4 separate regions of the Mus musculus genome follow, and regions 1, 2 and 4 are each linked to region 3. A link is a contact called in public HiChIP or PLAC-seq data. All regions are on one chromosome and are shown on one strand. The core of a region is the stretch at or near the end of the contact, and the rest is flanking DNA. Distances in the headings are between cores, read along the strand shown.

The links. HiChIP or PLAC-seq counts read pairs in DNA pulled down with a chosen protein or histone mark.
Region 1: a contact with region 3 is called in an H3K27ac HiChIP or PLAC-seq map of large pre-B cells, with 14 times the contacts expected there. The contact joins two enhancer-like sites. A contact is called at or near these places in 2 of 15 datasets of contacts at CTCF or cohesin (large pre-B cells and pro-B cells) and 1 of 115 datasets of contacts at active chromatin or transcription factors (large pre-B cells).
Region 2: a contact with region 3 is called in a RAD21 HiChIP or PLAC-seq map of pro-B cells, with 9 times the contacts expected there. The contact joins two enhancer-like sites. A contact is called at or near these places in 2 of 15 datasets of contacts at CTCF or cohesin (large pre-B cells and pro-B cells) and 1 of 115 datasets of contacts at active chromatin or transcription factors (large pre-B cells).
Region 4: a RAD21 HiChIP or PLAC-seq map of pro-B cells shows a contact between it and region 3, with 12 times the contacts expected there. The contact joins two enhancer-like sites. A contact is called at or near these places in 1 of 39 promoter capture datasets (the C10 cell line), 2 of 15 datasets of contacts at CTCF or cohesin (large pre-B cells and pro-B cells) and 1 of 115 datasets of contacts at active chromatin or transcription factors (large pre-B cells).

The regions. Positions count from the first base shown.
Region 1 is chr6:68,925,290-68,928,280 of GRCm38.p6, reverse strand. It overlaps Igk. Among named protein-coding and RNA genes, the nearest start is that of Gm25833, 390 kb to the right of the region's middle. Within about 2 kb of position 1,645, at least 9 of the 459 cell types and tissues checked have an H3K27ac peak or open chromatin away from gene starts, as enhancers often do. A contact at or near this core is called in pro-B cells, where this site is marked.
Region 2 is chr6:68,748,779-68,752,141 of GRCm38.p6, reverse strand. It overlaps Igk. Among named protein-coding and RNA genes, the nearest start is that of Gm25833, 220 kb to the right of the region's middle. Within about 2 kb of position 1,426, at least 11 of the 459 cell types and tissues checked have an H3K27ac peak or open chromatin away from gene starts, as enhancers often do. A contact at or near this core is called in pro-B cells, where this site is marked.
Region 3 is chr6:68,199,987-68,203,117 of GRCm38.p6, reverse strand. It overlaps Igk. Among named protein-coding and RNA genes, the nearest start is that of Gm25833, 330 kb to the left of the region's middle. Within about 2 kb of position 1,472, at least 3 of the 459 cell types and tissues checked have an H3K27ac peak or open chromatin away from gene starts, as enhancers often do. A contact at or near this core is called in pro-B cells, where this site is marked.
Region 4 is chr6:68,882,930-68,886,315 of GRCm38.p6, reverse strand. It overlaps Igk. Among named protein-coding and RNA genes, the nearest start is that of Gm25833, 350 kb to the right of the region's middle. Within about 2 kb of position 1,970, at least 14 of the 459 cell types and tissues checked have an H3K27ac peak or open chromatin away from gene starts, as enhancers often do. A contact at or near this core is called in pro-B cells, where this site is marked.

The DNA.
Region 1 (2,991 bases), core at 396-2,895, 720 kb before region 3:
TAACTGGTAGGAAGCTTTACAATGACAAGATCATTACACTCTGATTGGAAAGAGACTGAAGGGTCTGGTACATATCACATGGGAAGTTTGAAATACTCATCTGGGTATAAAATTCAGTTTAGGCCAATTAACCCAGTTCAGAACCAATGGGAAGAATAAACGGAAAATATGTTGATGCCTCAGTGCTATTACCATGTTTGTTTGCAGTGATATAGTAAAAAGTCATTGCTGTAAAACATATAGTAAAGCCTGAATTGTATGTCCACCAGTTCCTCAACATGTTCTCAGATGATGCCATGTGATATATTAAGTTTGCATTATTTAGTTTAAGAGACTACAAATTCTTTAAAAAGATAATGATTTATCCATTTCAAAAGCATATTCTAAGAGGGCCCTAATATCTAAAGAGGCACAGACTATCATTGTTATGACTTCTGGTTTCTCCCTAAATGATTATGTGTTGGATAGAAGTTCTCTTCTATGATTGTATTAGGAATTGGTTGAATCCTTGAAGAGAAAATCATACTAGAATATGGATATGACATTGATATTATTTTATTTATATTACTGGGATTTCTGTAATCCTACTTATAAGAAGAACAGAATTAATGCTTTCTCAGCATATCTTTTGGACCTATATCTGTGTATAAATTTCTCTTTTGGTTGTAGAGTAATGACTGATGTTATGCACATTAGTAACAGAAGAGATTTACTTAGCTCACAAAGTTAGAAGCTGAGTATATAAAATTTTGTTGTCTTATATTTCAGCATCTTTTTCAATTTTTTTAAATTGCAGTACTGTGGATAATACCATGCCGGGCACTTAGAAAAAGAGATCACATCCCATCCAGAGAGAGAAAAAAAGTGATACCTATAATATATTCTTTGGGGCCCAATAAAGTACCATGAAGGACAAAGTTTTACAATGCAATGACGAGTTTAGGGTTATAAAATGTCAGTACAAATACTCATTTACTTGTGAATACTGTTCACCAGACATTTCATTCGTTGTAGACCAAAATTACATATTGTAAAAATTAAAAGGAGGGAGTGAGATTAAGGAAAAACAGATTTAAAAATGAAACTCAATGGAATATTTAGCTAAAAGGAAAAAGTATGGTGGAAGTTATGCTTTAGGATGTGGAACATTGGCAGCATATACCAGTTTGTAACTGGCTCTGAATGATCTTTGATGCAAAAACTATTTGGATATACAACATTTTTTTAAAAGAAAAGCTTTGCGTTATATATGATCTCCTCCAGTCTGCACTCTGCAACTTACAATACTTAATAAAAGCTACATTTGTGTTCAAGTGTGACTATGACAAACAAAATTATTCCTTTTACTCTTCTTCATTTATCCAAAGGATGGATAAAGTCTCAGGGTTTCTGTTTGTGACTTTTATTCTTCAGACTTCCTTAAACACGATTCTCATTATTGTGATCTTGTGTCTCTAAGTTTTTTTCACTACAATGATCCTAGAATTCATTCATTTCCAATTATAAACTATTTTGTCATGTGCACCACAGAAAGTGCAATTTATCACATCTAATGATATAGTTAAGAAGAATAGAAACAGACGTTGTCTTCTTAATAACCACATACTTTCAGTTCTAACATAGTGTGTTTTGCATAGTGGCCCTTAGGGTACACTGTATTCTTACAGTTAATACTGTTGCAATCCCAGAGGGCCAATAGATTCCTTCAGTAGAATAGACCTCTTCAAACAACAAAATCTCTTTATTTCAAATTTGTGTTCTTTGTTCCTCTTTACCTCACAGGAGACTAAAAAAAGGGGAAAAGGACTTCTTGTGGTTCCCTCTCGTAGAAGATGCCTGAAGTATAACAGAAAATTCTATCCTATCAATGTCCTGAGAAGTTCTTTATCCAGGGAAAACCAATTCTTCTCCTATAATTCCTTTCCTTTAAATATATATTTCACACACACACACACACACACACACACACACACACACACACACACACACACACAAACACACACAAACACACACAAACAATGTGCACACACAGAAGTAGACAAAATCCATGCACACACACACACACACATACACTCACACCATATAAGTTACATAGCATATTTCTGATATTATAGATATGAAAATAAGCAAAGCTTTAATCTAGTGTTCTGTTACCTTGACTGTCGATAGTGGGTACAAAACACAACAATCAAAAGAAAAGATTCATCACATTTATTAAGCAAAGGTTCTTATTCAGAACATGTACCAAGACATATTAGAAAATCTCAGTTTTTAGTGATACTCTTGGCTTCATTTGTGTTGCTGTGAGATTTGTCTCAAACCCTAGCTAGAGAAGCTGTACCTCATTGCAAATCAACATGTATAGATGTACATGATAGACCAACCCCCCTACCCAAAAATAAACAAAAATAACAAAAAAAAAACAATAGAAGAATCATTCACATGGTATGGTAACTTGCTACAAAACCAGAAGAATGTCTGAAAAGAGATAGGATTGAGACAACACAATTGTGTAACTTCCCATGAGTCTGGTTTGATTTGTATCTCAGGTTATTTGATCCTGTTAGTACTTTTACTGTTTCAGTATTAGGTAGCATTCTAGGTCAATATTTGTATGACTTCTGTTATGAGCTCACAACTCTATAGAATAGAAGACTAGTAGGAAGAATCTGAGGCATTTCTCCAAATTTAGGACTATACTGCATCATTGCTATGTAAATAACAAGGATAAACTCATTATTCATCCAGACAGAGTTATTAAGACTGAAGTGAATGATGATTAGAGATTAAAGAGAACTAGCAGTTCATGCAGAAGAACTAAGGGTGGCCCTCAGCATTCACACTTGGTGACACTCAAGGTACTGCAATGCCTGCAGTTCAGGAGATTCTACACTTTTGTCTAGACACTGGAATATACACATGGCATACAGACATATACATATGTAAATACAAAACCAAAGTTCAAAATAAGTTTTCTCTTGCTAGTTTATG
Region 2 (3,363 bases), core at 177-2,676, 550 kb before region 3:
AAAAGACTGGAGGCCCTAGGTAGTTTAGAGGTCAGGCAGGGTGGGTGGTGGATGGTGGGGGATGAGGACATCCTCATGGAGACAGGGAGTAAAGAGGAGGACAGTTGGAGTGTGGACAAGGGTGGGGAGAGAATGAAATCTGGAATGTAAATAAATCGAAGTTTGTTTTTGTTTTTTTATAACCCAGAAATGTTCCTTTCCAAAGGAAGAACAGGGATAAAAAAATGGAACCAATGGAGACTGAAGGAAGGTCCAATTGGGGAACGGACCCACCTGGGGAATACATTAAGTCTGCAGGCACGAAACCCAACACTATTGCTTGAGTCAAGAGGCACCTGTGAGAGGAGCAAAGTGTGGAAGTTCCTGGGAGGTACAGCCATCAGCTGACCAATGTACAGGCAGGTGCTTGGAGTCATCTGTCAGGATGACTCAGGGAACCTGGTTGAGGAGCTGGCAGAAGGACTGGAGGAATGGAGGGGGATTGAAACCCCATTGGAAGAACAACATAGGCTGGCCTTACCACCCAGTTCTCCCAAAGACTATACCACCAACCAAGGAGTGTACCTAAAGGAATCTTCAGCTCCAGATCCATATGTAGCAGAGGATGGCCTTGCCAGACAGCAACAGGAGGGGGAGGCCTTTTGTCCTGGGGAAGTTTTGTGCCTCAGAGTAGGGGAATACTGGAGCAGTGGGGCAGGAGAGTGTGGGTGTGTGTGGGAGCACTCTCATACAGACAAAAGAAAGTGAGGAGGGAAGATTTGTGATGGGGGACATGGCGGAGGGATAACTGGGAAGTGGGATATTGGAGTCAGTGTTGTTGGAGGAGGTAACTGGGAAGGGGGATATCATTTGAGATGTAAACAAATGAAATGATTAATATTAATAAAAGAAAAAATAATACAGGAAAAGCAGCTTCTGACTTGGACAACAACATGTTCTACAGGAAGCTATCTGAGCTTTACATTATGTAAGACTTCTCTCATGCTTGTATCATGTAAATCAAAGCTCTCAAATAGTGGCTGCTTTTGTGTTCGAATGAGACTGTGATAATAAAAATCACACTTTGTTTTCTGATTAATTTCTTCAAAAGCAGGATGAAGTCCGTGGATTTCTGTGGATGTCTTATATTATTCAGCCCTTCTGAAACATGTTTTTTTTATTATTTTGTTCTCATGACTTTAAGATATTTTCACTAAGATGATCTAGGCTTTCATTAATCCAGTCAATTCTCATTAGCTATAGTGGGCTTGGGCTATTGTTCAGTCTTCTTACCAGCCTTTCTGGTTTAGTTTCTGGCCCATTCTGAATATGGTTGCCATATTTTCTATAAAGAGTGCATTTCACCACATCTAACAATGTAAGTGTTTTAAAAAGGCTGGGGTGAGACAGAAAGTGTCTTCTGAGTAACCACTATACTTTCACCTCTAACTGAATCTGCTTTTCATAGTGTCCTCTAGGGATTCCACACTAATGATAGCTACTACTGTTTGCTCTCTAGAGGGCAGACAGATTTCCTGATGTTACGCATAATTTTCTGAGCAGCTGAACTTCTTCATCTCAGCTCTGTGGTCTTTGTTCCTCTTCATCTTGCATGAATATGGAACATAAAAAAAAAGAACTTCTAGATGTTACCACTCACAGAGGATATCTCTAAATATACCAAAGAATGAGATCCTACTATCCAAGTGCTGACAACTCTTTTATTCTGAGAAAACATACATACATGTGTTTTTGCACACACACATATTACATGTACACATTTATAGTATGATATAATCATATATGTTAAATAACACAATTATGATATTGCAAATGTGAAAATTTATAAGACTATAATCTAGTTTCCAGTTACTTTGCTGTCTATACTGGGCACTGAAAAACTCCCATCTAAAATTTAATCCCATAGATTCCACATATTCTTGTTAAAAGACATGTCCTATGACTGGCTATTAAATTCTGATTTGGAAGATCTCTCTACTGGTTTCAGTTGTCTTGTATTGAAATTTATCTTCTGATTTCTAGTCAGAGATAGCAAGGCACCATTTATCTCATGTACATGGGAGAGTACAGAAAACCGAAGCTATCTTTCACACAGTGTGGTAGCATGTTACAAAACCGGAAATCCCTGAAAAGAGAAAAGATTGGGTCAACACAAATATATAACTTCCCATCGATCTGGTGTGGTCTGGGTTGTCTGAGCCTTTTGCCACTTCTCTTGTTTCATTACTAGATGGCAATCTAAGACAAAGTTTGCATGACTCTGCTGTGGACTGGCAATTATATAGAATAGAACCTTGGTAGGAAGAATGAGAGGAATTTCTGCAAATTTCAGGGGTGTAACATTTCAACTACTATGTAACTAACCAGAATAAACACATTTACTCATCAAATGGATTTATTGGGACTCAACAGATAGATGACTCTGAATGGAGTACCTATCTATTCAGAGGACCTGTTTGGTTTCCAGAATTTTTATTTGGTGGCTAAGAACCAAAAGTAATAACATCAGTTCCAACACATCTCACATCTGTTTCTTTTAAGCTCAATTTAATACATATTCAAAACACACATTTGTTGATTTTATGCCTAGATTATTTGTCTCATCCCAATTTGGAAAAAAAAATATATGTTTATACTGATCTACCAACGTAAGTCATTCAATAATTTCTAACACAGTTGGAATAACTATGCCATAGCAGTTCTAATCCAAATTATTGGAAAATTGATCAGAATGGAAATTATTTTGCCTCCTTGTATGATAGGTAACACAGGATTATATTACTAAAAACTGCTTCTATAACTCTCTAATGCATGGAGCATGGATGTATGGACATCACTGCAACATCTCAAAAGGACTACATTTGTCTTTTTAAATGAGGAGACAACCTCTGTTTTACTAATATTGATTTTAGTCTTTAAAGATGTCAGACTAGGAAACATGGCAAAGTATATCAAGTTACTCAATAAATCTAGCTGTTAAACTATTCACTAATAATGAAAAAATATATTTATTGCATGGTTACTATTTTTTAATTAATTAATTTTTATTAGATATTTTCTTTATTTACATTGGAAATGTTATTTCCTTTCCTGGTTTCCCCTCCAAAAATCTACTATCCCCTCCCCGCTCCCCCTACTCCCCAACACACCCACTCCTATTTCTAGTCCAGGCATTCCCCTATACTGGGGCATAGAGCCTTCACAGGACCAAGGGCCTCTCCTCCTATTGATGACCGAATAGGACATCCACTGTTACATATATGGCTAGAGCCACAATTTCAACCATGAGTTTTCTTTGATTGGTGGTATAGTTCCAAGGAGTTCTGGGGTACAGGTTAGTTCAAATTGATGTTCCTCCTGTGA
Region 3 (3,131 bases), core at 223-2,722:
GCTGCATAAGCTCTATGATTGACTCTACTCAATGAAAGGAAGAGAGAGCAGGCATGAGAGCGGATATACCTCACCAGGAAAGATCATTGTGAAGGGCCAGACTCCCAGAATTTGCTTTTCTCCATCTGCAACACGGAGAATTTTCAGGACCTCTAGTCTCCACCGACTAAATCTGAGTATGAAATGATGCACGAAGATCACTCTCACAGAAGGGGGCAGTGTTATGATGGATAACAGTGATCAGAAACTATAAATATCTCTTGTCCCTATTGTAACAGGTATTGGCAGTTGAAAGGTGAAATTTGACTAGGAAGACATGCATTACTGCTTCTCCCAATAGAGAGATAAAATAAGTACAGAGTTGAGTCTTTGTCCAAGTGGAGCCCAGACGATATTTAAATTTAAATTGTATTGTGCTCAGCAAGAGCAAGTGAACTAAATCAAAACTATATCTTCCTGTGAATAAAAGGCACCATTAAGGAAAGTTCTATAATCTATCACACATGAATATGTAAAGAACACACATATATGCAACCCAATTTTTCCTACTAAGAAGTTAGAAAATATTAGGCAGGTATGTAACTTAATTGATGCACTTCTTGCCCACTGTGGAAAGAATGGTGAATTAGAGGCTCCCATCACTGAGGGAACTGATTCTGCTGGAGTAGATTTTAATGACGATGTATTAAAAATAGTTGGAAATGTTAGTGAAATAGATAATATAGTACTTCCAACACATACATTCAGTCTTTATTTGAATTGCACCAGATAAACCTGTGTAGAATGGAAATCAGATTAGACATGGATGTCTACATGGATGACAAGTACTACAGTATATGGGATTTTTATTCCCACCATAAAGCTCAGCTGAAGATTACTGGAATGTACATAGGAAAACCTGAGGTCCCAGATTTGCCATACCATTGTCCTGATAGCTGCTCAGCTAAGGGTTAACTAATCCATCTGAGTCTAATTAAATAATTCTGGGCCCAAAAACATCTCAAAAAAAAAAAAAAAGAATGTCAGTGTGTGATGTGGAACTGTAACTCAATTATTTTCAGGAATATTACCACAGATGTCACATGCAGAAACCCCCCTTTCTAAATCAGAAAGAAACATAAATATACATTTTGTAGTACCAATCACAAATCTATCATTGTGCCTCATGCTGATATTTAGGAGGGGCTTGGACTTCTGATCCTCCTGAGCCGAAGTTTTCTGTTATAAATGGGAGTATCCTTGAGAAGCCGGTCTGCTCTCTCTGAAGATATTGAATTTTCTGGGTCGTCAGCTCTCAAAGTCTCTGTCAAATAAATGTGCTCAGGGCAGTTTAATAGTAGTGGGCAAATGCATGAAAACATTGTGGAGGCTTGGTAGATCAAGAGACTGGGTGCCTCTTTCTATTATTCTCATTGTTATAGTAGGTCTCAGGACTAAGCATGGCTACCTTGACTAGATAAATGTGTGATTGTACTACCCCCTGCTGGAGAGATGGGTAATGTTTCACAGATACTATATTGCAATGGGGATACATCAAGTAAAATAATTTAATTCATCATTATTATGAGCCAAAACGTCATTGGACAAATATATTATATCAAACAACCTAAGCTGAAAGGGTCTCAGAAAATTACATTCATATAAAGTGGGACAGGATCATCTAATATAAAGGTATTTAATAAAATACTGTTGAACATCTCTTGAACTTCATTATATGTGCTATATTACAATTTAATGTTGCTTTGAGGTGGAGATTGTTGCCACTACTCAGTGGCAAGGATGCATTTACAATTATAAATTGTAAATTGATTTCTATTGACCATACCAACTTTCAGAAAATAATAAAGAAAAATTCATTTGAACCAATTAAAATCATATCATAGGGAATTGACAACCGAGTATAAATGTTTACAAATAATTGTGTGTCCACAAAACACTAAATCTGAAAGGTTAAAATATTTTCCTATTTCATACTATGAGAAATAGGACTAGCTATGAGTAAAAGTGCAGCGCCAAGAAAAATCTCTATAAATCCTTGCAATTTCTATGTCTATTGGAAATGTCAGGTTTTTGTTTCTTGCCAAACTTCATTAAAAGGCAAAAATCAATGAACACTGGGAAAATATATCATTCAAATAAAAATTTAAGATTTAAGTCAATTAGCATAAAATAAAATGACTTTATGATTATTTATATTGTTATTAAGTCAGATTATGTCATACTAAACATACCCTTGAAGTATAGGACTTTGTCTGCTGTATTACTTTGAGTCATCCAAATATAAAGCTTGTTTTGAAAATAGCATAAAATTGTGTAAATATCCTATGAGATTAAGGACAATGTAAGGTGGAATAAAAAATGGATTTCATGTCCTTTTGGTCTATATGTTTCCAAACTAGAATTGCAGTTTAAACTGTTTCTGAATTATTCCAGCTGAGTGAGGTGAGGGGCCCTGTATGCTTGCACCTGAAACCGCATCTGCACATGACAATTTCAGTCAAAATGTACTGATCTTCCTGTCCCAGTACAATCATGTTTGAGTTTCATATATTACCGGAAACACTAATCTAAACATAGTAGTCAAGCATTAGTGAAATGCTAAAGTTAGCAGTCTTCTTCATAGTGTACTTGATACATACATGAGTGCACAGCTTGTTTTCTCTTCTTTCTTTCTTTCTTTCTTTCTTTCTTTCTTTCTTTCTTTCTTTCTTTCTTTCCTTCTTCTTCTTCTTCTTCTTCTTCTTCTTCTTCTTCTTCTTCTTCTTCTTCTTCCTCTTCTTCTTCTGTTGATTTTGTTTGTTTGTTTTGTTGTTGTAGTTGTTCCTTATACCTTCCCTCTGCCCTGCTGCCCTACCCACCCACTCTTGCTTCTTGGCCCTGACATTCCCCTGTATTGGGGCATGTAAAGTATGCAACACCAAGGGGCCTCTCTTCCCAGTGATGGCCGACTAGGTCATCTTCTGCTACATATGCAGCTAGAGATACAAGCTCTGGAGGTAATGGTTAGTTCATATTGTTGTTCCACCTATAGGGTTGCAGACCCCTTCATCTCCTTGTGTGCTTTCTCTAGCTTCTCCATTGGGGGCCCTGTGTTCCATCTTATAGATGACTGTGAGCATCCACTTCTGTAT
Region 4 (3,386 bases), core at 721-3,220, 680 kb before region 3:
GCTGACAGGAGGCTGATATAGCTGTCTCCTGAGAGACTCTGCCAACGCCTGACAAATACAGAAGTGGATGCTCGCAGCCAACCATTGGACTGAGTGCAGAGTCCAGGATGGAGGAGTTGGAGAAGGGACTGAAGGAGCTGAAAGGATTTACAGCTCCATGTGATGAGCAACAGTTTCAACTGGCCAGACCCTACAGAGCTGCCGGGGACTGGACCATCAACTAGAGTACACATGGAGGGACCTGCAGCATATGTGGCAGAGGATGGCCTTGTCGGACACCAGAGGGAGAAGCAGCCCAAAGGAAAAGGCTGGGAGGAGGGAAACTCTATAGAAGGACCAGCAGTCCCAATTAATCTGGACCCCAGAGGTTTCTTAAACACTGGACCATCAAACAGGCAGCATACACCAGCTGATATGAGGCTCCCAACACACATACAACAGAGGACTGAGGGGTCTGTGTTCAATCAGAGAAGATGCACCTAATAACCCTCAAGAGACTGGAGGCACCAGGGAGTTTAGAGGTCAGGTGAGGTGCGGGGTGGAAGATGAGGACATCCTAGTGGAGACAGGGTTTGGGGAGTAGGTATGGGAGGTGGAACAGTTGGAGGGTGGACTGGGGTGGGTGGGGAGAATAAAATCAGGAGTGTAGATACATAAATAAAAGGTTGTTGTTGTTTTGTCCCCACCCCACCCCAGAAATGTTCCTCTCCAAAGGAAGAATAGCAACAAAAATAGAACAGAGACTGAAGGAAGGGCCAACTGAGGAATGGATCCACCTGGTGGATATATCATGTCTGCAGATACCAAATCCAACACTCATGCTGGGGTCAAGAGGAACCAAGTATGGCAGACTGGGGAGGTTCAGCCAGCAGCTGACTAATGCAGAGGTGAATGCTTGCAGCCAACCATAGGGCTGAACTCAGAGAACCTGGTTGGGGACCTGACAGAAGGACTGGTGGAACAGAGGGGCATTACATCCCCATTGGAAAAACAACATAGGATGCCCTAACCACTCAGTTCTCTCAACAACTAGACCACCAACCAAGGAGTGTACCTAAAGAGATCTTTGGCTCCAGATACATATGTCACAGAGAATAGCCTTGCCAGACAGCAATGGAAGGGGAGGTCCTTGGTCCTGGGGAGGTTTGATACCCCAGAGTAAGGGGATACTGGAGCGGTTGGGTGGAAGAGCATGGGTGTATGGGGAGCATTCCCATACAGGCAAAATGGAAGGGGGGCTCAGATGTGGGGTGGGGTGGTGGCAGAGGGGTATTCAGTAAGTAGGATATCATGGGGTGGGAGGGGGTGGGGTTGAAGGAGGAGGTAACCGGGAAGAGAGATATCACTTGAGATATAAACAAGTGGAATGATTAATATTAATAAAAGAAAAAAATTAAGACAGGTAAAGCAACTTCTGACTGGGACAATAGCATGTTCTACAGGAAGGAAGCTATTTGAGCTTTTCATTATGTAAGACTTCTCTCATGCCTGTATCATACAATTCAAAGGTCTCAAATAATGGCTGCATTTGTGTTCAATGAGACTGTGATAATAAAAACCGCACCTTGTTTTCTGATTAATTTATTCAAAAAACTATAAAGTCAGTGGATTTCTATTGGTGTCTTCTATTACTCAGATCTTTTGAAACACTTTTCTTATTATTTTGTTCTCATAACTCTAAGGTCTTTTCACTAAGATAATCTAGGCTTTCATTAACCCACTCAATTCCCAGTAGCTGTAGTCAGCTGGTGTTCAGTCTTCTTATCAGACTTCATGTTTTAGTTCATGGCCTGTTATAAACTTGTTGCCATATTTTCTAGAAAAAAGTGCATTTCACCACATCTAACAATAAAACTGTTTAAAAGAATTTAAAAACAGAAAGTGTCTTCTGAATAACCACTATACTTTCATCTCTAACTGAATCTGCTTTTCATAGTGTCCCCTGGGGATTCCACACTAATGTTAGCTACTACTGTTGGCTCCCTAGAGGGTAGACTGGTTTCCTGGTGTGGTGTAAAATTTTCTGAGCAGCTGAACTCCTTCATCTCAGCTCTCTGCTCTTTGTTCCTCTTTATATAGCATGAATATGGAAAATAGGAAAAAAGGACTTCTAGAGGATCCGTCTCACAGAGGATACCTTTAAATATACCAAAGAATGTGATCCCACTATCCAAGGGCAGACAGACTTTTATTCTAGGAAAACATAAATACTGTGTTTTCACACACATGTATTACATATACACATATATAATATTATACATTCATATATAATCATACCTAGTTAAATAGCACAATTATGATGTTACAGACGTGAAAATTTATAAGACTATATTCTAGTATCCAATTAATTGGCTGTTTATACTGGGCTTTGAAAAGCTTCCATCTAAAATTTAATCTCATTTGGATTACACATATTCTTGTTAAAGACGTGTACTACAAATTGCTATTAAATTCTGGTTTGGAATATTTCTCTACTGGTTTCAGTTGTCTGGTATTGAAACTTATCTTCCAATTCCTAGTCAGAGATAGCAAGGCACCATTAATCTAATGTACATGGCAGAGTACAGAAAACCAAAGCTATATTTTACAGAGTGTGGTAGCATGTTACAAAACCGAAAAATCCCGGAAAAGAGAAAAGATAGGGTCAACACAAATATATAACTTCCCATAGATCTGGTGTGGTCTGTGACTTGGGTTGTCTGAGCCTTTTGGCACTTCTCTTGTTTCATTACTAGATGGCAATCTAAGCCAAAGTTTGCATGATTTTGCTGTGGACTAGCAATTATATAGAATAGAACCTTGGTAGGAAGAATGAGAGGCATTTTTGTAAATTTCAGGAGTGTAGCATTTCAACTACTATGTAAATAACCAGAATAAACACATTTACTCATCTACTTAGATTTATTGGGACTGAGAAGATAGATAATTCAATGATCAATAGAGTACATATCCATTCAGAGGACCTAGATTTGGTTCCCAGTATTTACATTTGGTGGCTAAGAACCAACTCTAATAGCATCAGTTCTGAGACATCTCACACCTGTTTCTTTTAAGCTTAATTTAATACAAATTCAATATGCAGGCATACACATAAGTAAATACAAAGACAACCTTAAAAATGTAAGCTTGTTGGTTTTGTTCTTGGATTATTTGTATCATCCCGATTTAGAATATAGGTTTATATTGATCTACGAAGGTAGTTCATTCAATAATTTCCAACACAGTTGGAATAACTATTCCATGGCAGTTCTAATTCAAATTGTTAGAAAATTGATCAGGATGGAAATTATTTCTTCTTCTTCTTCTATGATAGATAAAACAGGACCATATTATTCAACAAAGTTTCTATAACATCCTAATGCATGGAGCATGGAAGTTTAGGCATC